Linked DNA regions of Sus scrofa: region 1 is linked to region 2. A link is a contact called in public Hi-C data. All regions are on one chromosome and are shown on one strand. Each heading gives the region's core, a stretch centred on a gene start, on an enhancer-like site or on the middle of the called end of the contact. The rest is flanking DNA. Distances are from core to core; before and after follow the strand shown.

Region 1 (2,700 bases), core at 132-2,631, 230 kb after region 2:
TGTGAATTATCTCAACAAAAAAAGATAAAAATTGGAATAAAACTACCAATATATGAATTTGAGATTGACATTATTTGGTTATTCATTTTTTTTATATGGAAGGGTGAGTTGGACAAAATGGACTTTTAGAAATATATACATGTATTATAATTTATTGTCAAAAATGGCATGAAACCCAGTGGGAAATAATAATTTAATAATTATTTTAGGGAGTTCCCGTCGTGGCTCAGTGGTTAACGAATCCGACTAGGAACCATGAGGTTGCAGGTTCGATCCCTGGCCTCGCTTAGTGGGTTAAGGATCCGGCGTTGCCATGAGCTGTGGTGTAGGTCACAGATGTGGCTTGGATCCCGAGTTGCTGTGGCTGTTGCGTTGGCCGGGCAGCTGTAGCTCTGATTCAGTCCCTAGCCTGGGAACCTCCATATGCCATGGGCGCGGCCCTAGAAAAGACAAAAAAAAAAAAAAAAAAAAAAAAATTTAAATACTTAAAGTTACATAACAAAGTTAAAGAACTGATATAATTTAAATAATAAATATATTATCTTTTAATTATAAAGTGAAAATACTTAGTCAAGTGCCATGCTTTAAATACTTTCCTAAAGAATGATAATAGGAATTATTCGTCAAGATGTATTCTGTTGGTAAAACTTTACTTTTTATGAGAATATGTTGTACAGTTTAAAGATAGAACATACTTAAATGAGATTATTTTATTCAGTCAGCCAGCATTCATTTAGTGTCCACCAAGTTTAAAGGTAGTTTTAACAGGCAATTATAGGGGAGAATATTTGTAGTTGAAGTTCTTGTGCTGAAAAACTTTTTCTCCTTTTCTCTGAAGCAATAGATGTTACCATGCAAATTTGAACAGCAGAGTCAAGACTTGCCTCTTTAGCTATAATTGGAAGCTGAATTATTGATGAATGTTTTATTTTTTATTTTTGTCTTTTTGCTATTTCTTGGGCCGCTCCCGTGGCATATGGAGGTTCCCAGGCTAGGGGTGGAATCGGAGCTGCAGCCACCGGCCTACGCCAGAGCCACAGCAACTCTGGATCTGAGCCGCGTCTGCAACCTACACCACAGCTCACTGCGACGCTGGATCGTTAACCCACTGAGCAAGGGCAGGGACCAAACGCGCAACCTGATGGTTCCTAGTCGGATTCGTTAACCACTGCGCTGCGACGGGAACTCCTGATGAATGTTTTAGATAATAGGTCTCAAATCTTCTGCTGTAGAGAAAAGAGAAAACTGTTTGGAAATCTTTGACTTGTCTAGTAAAGCCCTATTATCATCTCTCATTTTTTTGGCTCCCAGTGCAATACTAAGGTCATCCTGATGGAAATCAGTTTTGTGTCACTTAAAAAATTTGAGACTTTCAGTTAGTGCCCTCTAGTGGTATTCAAGGTACATTGTTTCCCAAGGGAACATTATATTCATAACCCAAGTCATGTACATCTAAGAGAGCTCATAGATCTCAGTGGTATTAAAAAACACTGAAACACAGAATTTCCTTAATGATTATGAATTATTTAAAATTTGAGGATTTGTTTTTTAATTATGAAAAACTGTTATGATAGAGTCATGTCAGGACTATTCCTAGACAAATGTTTTGTGACCTAATTTCATCATGTAATATATTGAGATGAGGGTAAATAAATCCTTTAGGCAAAGCACAATTTTTAAAAATCAAGAACTCTAACACATCTCAATTTTTAAATCTAATAGATTGATATGCTGCTGAAAGAGTATTTACTCTCTGGAGACATATCGGAAGCTGAACATTGCCTTAAGGAATTGGAAGTACCTCATTTTCACCATGAGCTTGTATATGAAGTAAGGTTATTTTGACATTCTAAAGAGAATTATTGTGTCCTTTTTTACAGCGATTTACTGTTTCTTTAATAACATACATTTTTGTTTTCTTTTTAAAACCTTTAATATTAAGGGAGAGAGTTTTAAAATTTTCGTAATGATTATAGTTACATATTAGATCTGATGGACTTTAGGAGCAGATTCTTATCTGAAAATGAGTAAAAGTTTAATAATTCATTTGTTCATTCCTTTTTTAGGCCATTATAATGGTTTTAGAGTCAACTGGAGAAAGTACCTTTAAAATGATTTTGGATTTATTAAAATCTCTTTGGAAATCTTCTACCATTACTCTAGACCAAATGAAAAGAGTAAGTATAACATTATTTTGAAAACTTTTTAGGCTTATATCTTATATAATGATTGAATACGGATTATGAATTGTCAATGAAATTTTCTTTTAGAATGTTTAGTAATATGCATTTTTTTTTTTTTTTTGGTCTCTTTTTTTGCTATTTCTTGGGCCGCTCCCGCGGCATATGGAGGTTCCTAGGCTAGGGGTCGAATCGGAGCTGTAGCCACCGGCCTATGCCAGAGCCACAGCAACGCAGGATCCGAGCCACGTCTGCAACCTACACCACAGCTCATGGCAACGCCGGATCGTTAGCCCACTGAGTAAGGGCAGGGACCGAACCTGCAACCTCATGGTTCCTAGTCGGATTCGTTAACCACTGCGCCACGACGGGAACTCCGTAATATGCATTTTTTAATGCTACTGTTTGAATCTCTCACAGCCATTTTCTGGAAAGTAATAAATACTTCAGTGTTTTTTCTTTTAAACCTGAATTTTGAAAAATGTGATGTGTGTTCTTCCTCAAGAGTTCGGTTTCTAAG
Region 2 (2,700 bases), core at 130-2,629:
TTAAAAACTCTAGAAGCCTGAGAAATCTCCGCGAGCTGGTCGAAGGGGAGGCTTTCCGTGCGCGGTGTGTCCTCTGCGCCAGAACCCTGAGTCCTCGCTCCCGGAGACCGCTTCTCTTGGCTCTCGGCAGCCCTCCCTCGAACCCGCCGAGCTGTCGGGCGGGGGTCATCGGCCTTGGGGCTGTGCACTGGGCCCCTGGCATCTTCCCAGGAGAACGCGGGGAGGTCTGCGTGCACGCCCGCGCGGTTCACCAGCGCCTCCGAAGCTGCTCCATCCTTAGCCTCTTGTCTCCAGCTTGGAGACCTTGGACCTGGACTGGCATTGCGGCCCCGGACAGATGGTCTTTCTTCCTGGATTGGGAAAGCAGCGTCTTTCTTTTGGGGCGCCAGTGCCCCCAACATGCTGGGACGTACGATGGACCTGAACCTTACCAGTTTTTCAAATGGGACTTAACACGTGCTTATTATAGGACAGTAGAAAAGGAGGAAAAAATCCTTATGGGTCCACGCTCCAAAATCAGCTGCTGTTTGGCATAGCCCCCATTGCCTTCTTTTTCTATCCATAAATTAGTTTTTTCCTTTTTCCTGGTTTTAATTATACTACAATGCTCAATTTTGAAGTCTGCTTTTTTTCACTTAACATTATTTTACAAACATGCATACTGGCTGCATAACATTCCCGGTTGGGGTTTTCTTATTTAAAAAAATATTCTGTAGAAACATATATATATATATATTTTTTTGTCTTTTTTTTTTTTTTGCCATTTTCTTGGGCTGCTCCCGAGGCATATGGAGGTTTCCAGGCTAGGGGTCCAATCGGGGCTGTAGCCTCCAGCCTACACCAGAGCCACAGCAATGTGGGACTCGAGCTGCGGCTGCAACCTACACCACAGGTCACGGCAACGCCGGATCGTTAACCCACTGAGCAAGGCCAGGGATTGAACCCGCAACCTCATGGTTCCTAGTCGGATTTGTTAACCGCTGCGCCACGACGGGAACTCCTGTGGAAACATCTTTTTGCCTAAAGCTTTCTTCATATTAGGTTATAGTCTTATTACCGCAATTTTTTGGAGCAAAGTGTGGGGCTATCTTTAAGTCTGTGTGTGTGTGTATTTCAAATGGCTTTCCAAAAAAGTTTGTACTGGTTTTTACTGCTGCTAGTTATGCCCACATGTATGTTCTATGCCAGCCTCACTGGCATTGAAACTGGGTATTAGGAGAATCCTTGTCAGCTACTGAGGTCAAGGCCACCAGCGGCAAGAGTTGGGAGGTATTGACTGCATAAGGTTACATCGTGTGACCCGCTTATTTCCATCTCTCTGCATTTTGAGGACATCAGCTCGTGTTGAACCTGAGGGAATGAGGTTTAGCTGTGGGTCAGGGATTGAGTTGGTTCAAGAGGTTTTCTTGAATTGATGTGTTTAAAATAGAGCGTTATCTGAAATTGTCATGGCTTGGTGAAGCAGGAGCTTGAGTCACATATAAAGGGAATATCATTTTTTATGTGTGATGCACCTTTTGGGGGTTGGCTTCCATTTTGAGCAGAATCAGTCCACAGTAGAGAAGCTTTCCCTGGGCAGTTTGAGGATGTGTCTTCTGGGGACCAGGGGTGGACCTGGCATTGTTGTGTCCTCCACTGACCCCCCCTCCCCCGCAACACACACTTAGCCCTGGACATTTATATTGCAATTATTCCTTAAGGTTGTTGCCTGGAGACAGAGGATCTCTCTTTAAGCATGCATGTCAGTCCTTTTATGGATGAGAAGGAAATCAGAAGTCACTTACAGCCATTGGCCTGCAAATGTATTGGAAGGGCTGGGTTTTAATAGCAAGTGAACCATGTAGGATGCTATTCATGCGTGAGTTGTTCATGGACAATTCTTCTTTTCTTTTTCTTCTTCTTTTTTTTTTTATGGCCACACCTTCGGGATATGGAAGTGCCTGGGCTAGGGGTCAAATTAGAGCTGCAGCTGCAGGCCAGTGCTATAGCCACAGCAACACTGGATCTGAGCTGCATCTTCAACCTGTGCTGCAGTTTGGAGCAATGCTAGATCCTTAACCCACTGATTGAGGCCAGGGACTGAACCTGCATCCTCATGGACACTATGTCAGATTCTTAATGTGCTGAGCCACAATACAAACTCTTCAATTCTTATTTTTTGTAAAATCCATGAGAAAACCTGTAATTGTATAATGAGCTCACATATGCTGTGCCTGGCTCTCATGTCCCTGGGGCTTTGCTTACAACCATGAGCTCTTAAATCCAAGGCTGCTGTATTTACCCTAGTGCTTTCGAATTAGAGCAGGGGTTCAATGCTCTTCAGTTTAAACAAGTTCTGAGTACCTTAGAGTTATACTCAATTCCCAATCCATGTCCAGGTGGCAGGCAGGCTTGAATTACATAACTTGTACCTGGACATTTGTGTCATGACTACACAAGCTTGATAGTGTCTCCCAAGTGTTTGTGGATCACTTAAAAGCTCACTAGATTAGTAGTGTTGAAGCTTTTAAATCCAAATAATTTTAATTGCATAAAGGAAGCCTAAATATTAACAAGCTGATAGTACATGCAGGCCACTAAGACCAATACTGTTTAAGTCTTTGAGATCAAACATAGGATCTGGTATTTTTGAGGCTGTTGATGGACTATATTCTTTAGACTTTCTTGAGTTCATTCTCCAGTTTTGGAGATAATTATCTC

What was found. Hi-C and Micro-C count contacts between places; a contact is called where the count stands out from the background.
Region 1: a contact with region 2 is called in a Hi-C map of embryonic fibroblasts, with 1.7 times the contacts expected there. The contact joins two enhancer-like sites. A contact is called at or near these places in 2 of 47 Hi-C or Micro-C datasets (embryonic fibroblasts and fetal heart ventricle) and 1 of 2 datasets of contacts at active chromatin or transcription factors (skeletal muscle).

What each region holds. Positions count from the first base shown.
Region 1 is chr14:121,327,885-121,330,584 of Sscrofa11.1, forward strand. PDCD4 (programmed cell death protein 4) reads left to right here. Exons shown (of 12, transcript XM_021073216.1): 9 at 1,723-1,830; 10 at 2,067-2,177. The region is part of intron 3 of BBIP1 (BBSome-interacting protein 1); the gene reads right to left. Among named protein-coding and RNA genes, the nearest start is that of SHOC2, 19 kb to the right of the region's middle. Within about 2 kb of position 1,382, at least 3 of the 83 cell types and tissues checked have an H3K27ac peak or open chromatin away from gene starts, as enhancers often do.
Region 2 is chr14:121,093,927-121,096,626 of Sscrofa11.1, forward strand. The region is part of intron 1 of RBM20 (RNA-binding protein 20); the gene reads left to right. Among named protein-coding and RNA genes, the nearest start is that of RBM20, 36 kb to the left of the region's middle. Within about 2 kb of position 1,380, at least 5 of the 83 cell types and tissues checked have an H3K27ac peak or open chromatin away from gene starts, as enhancers often do.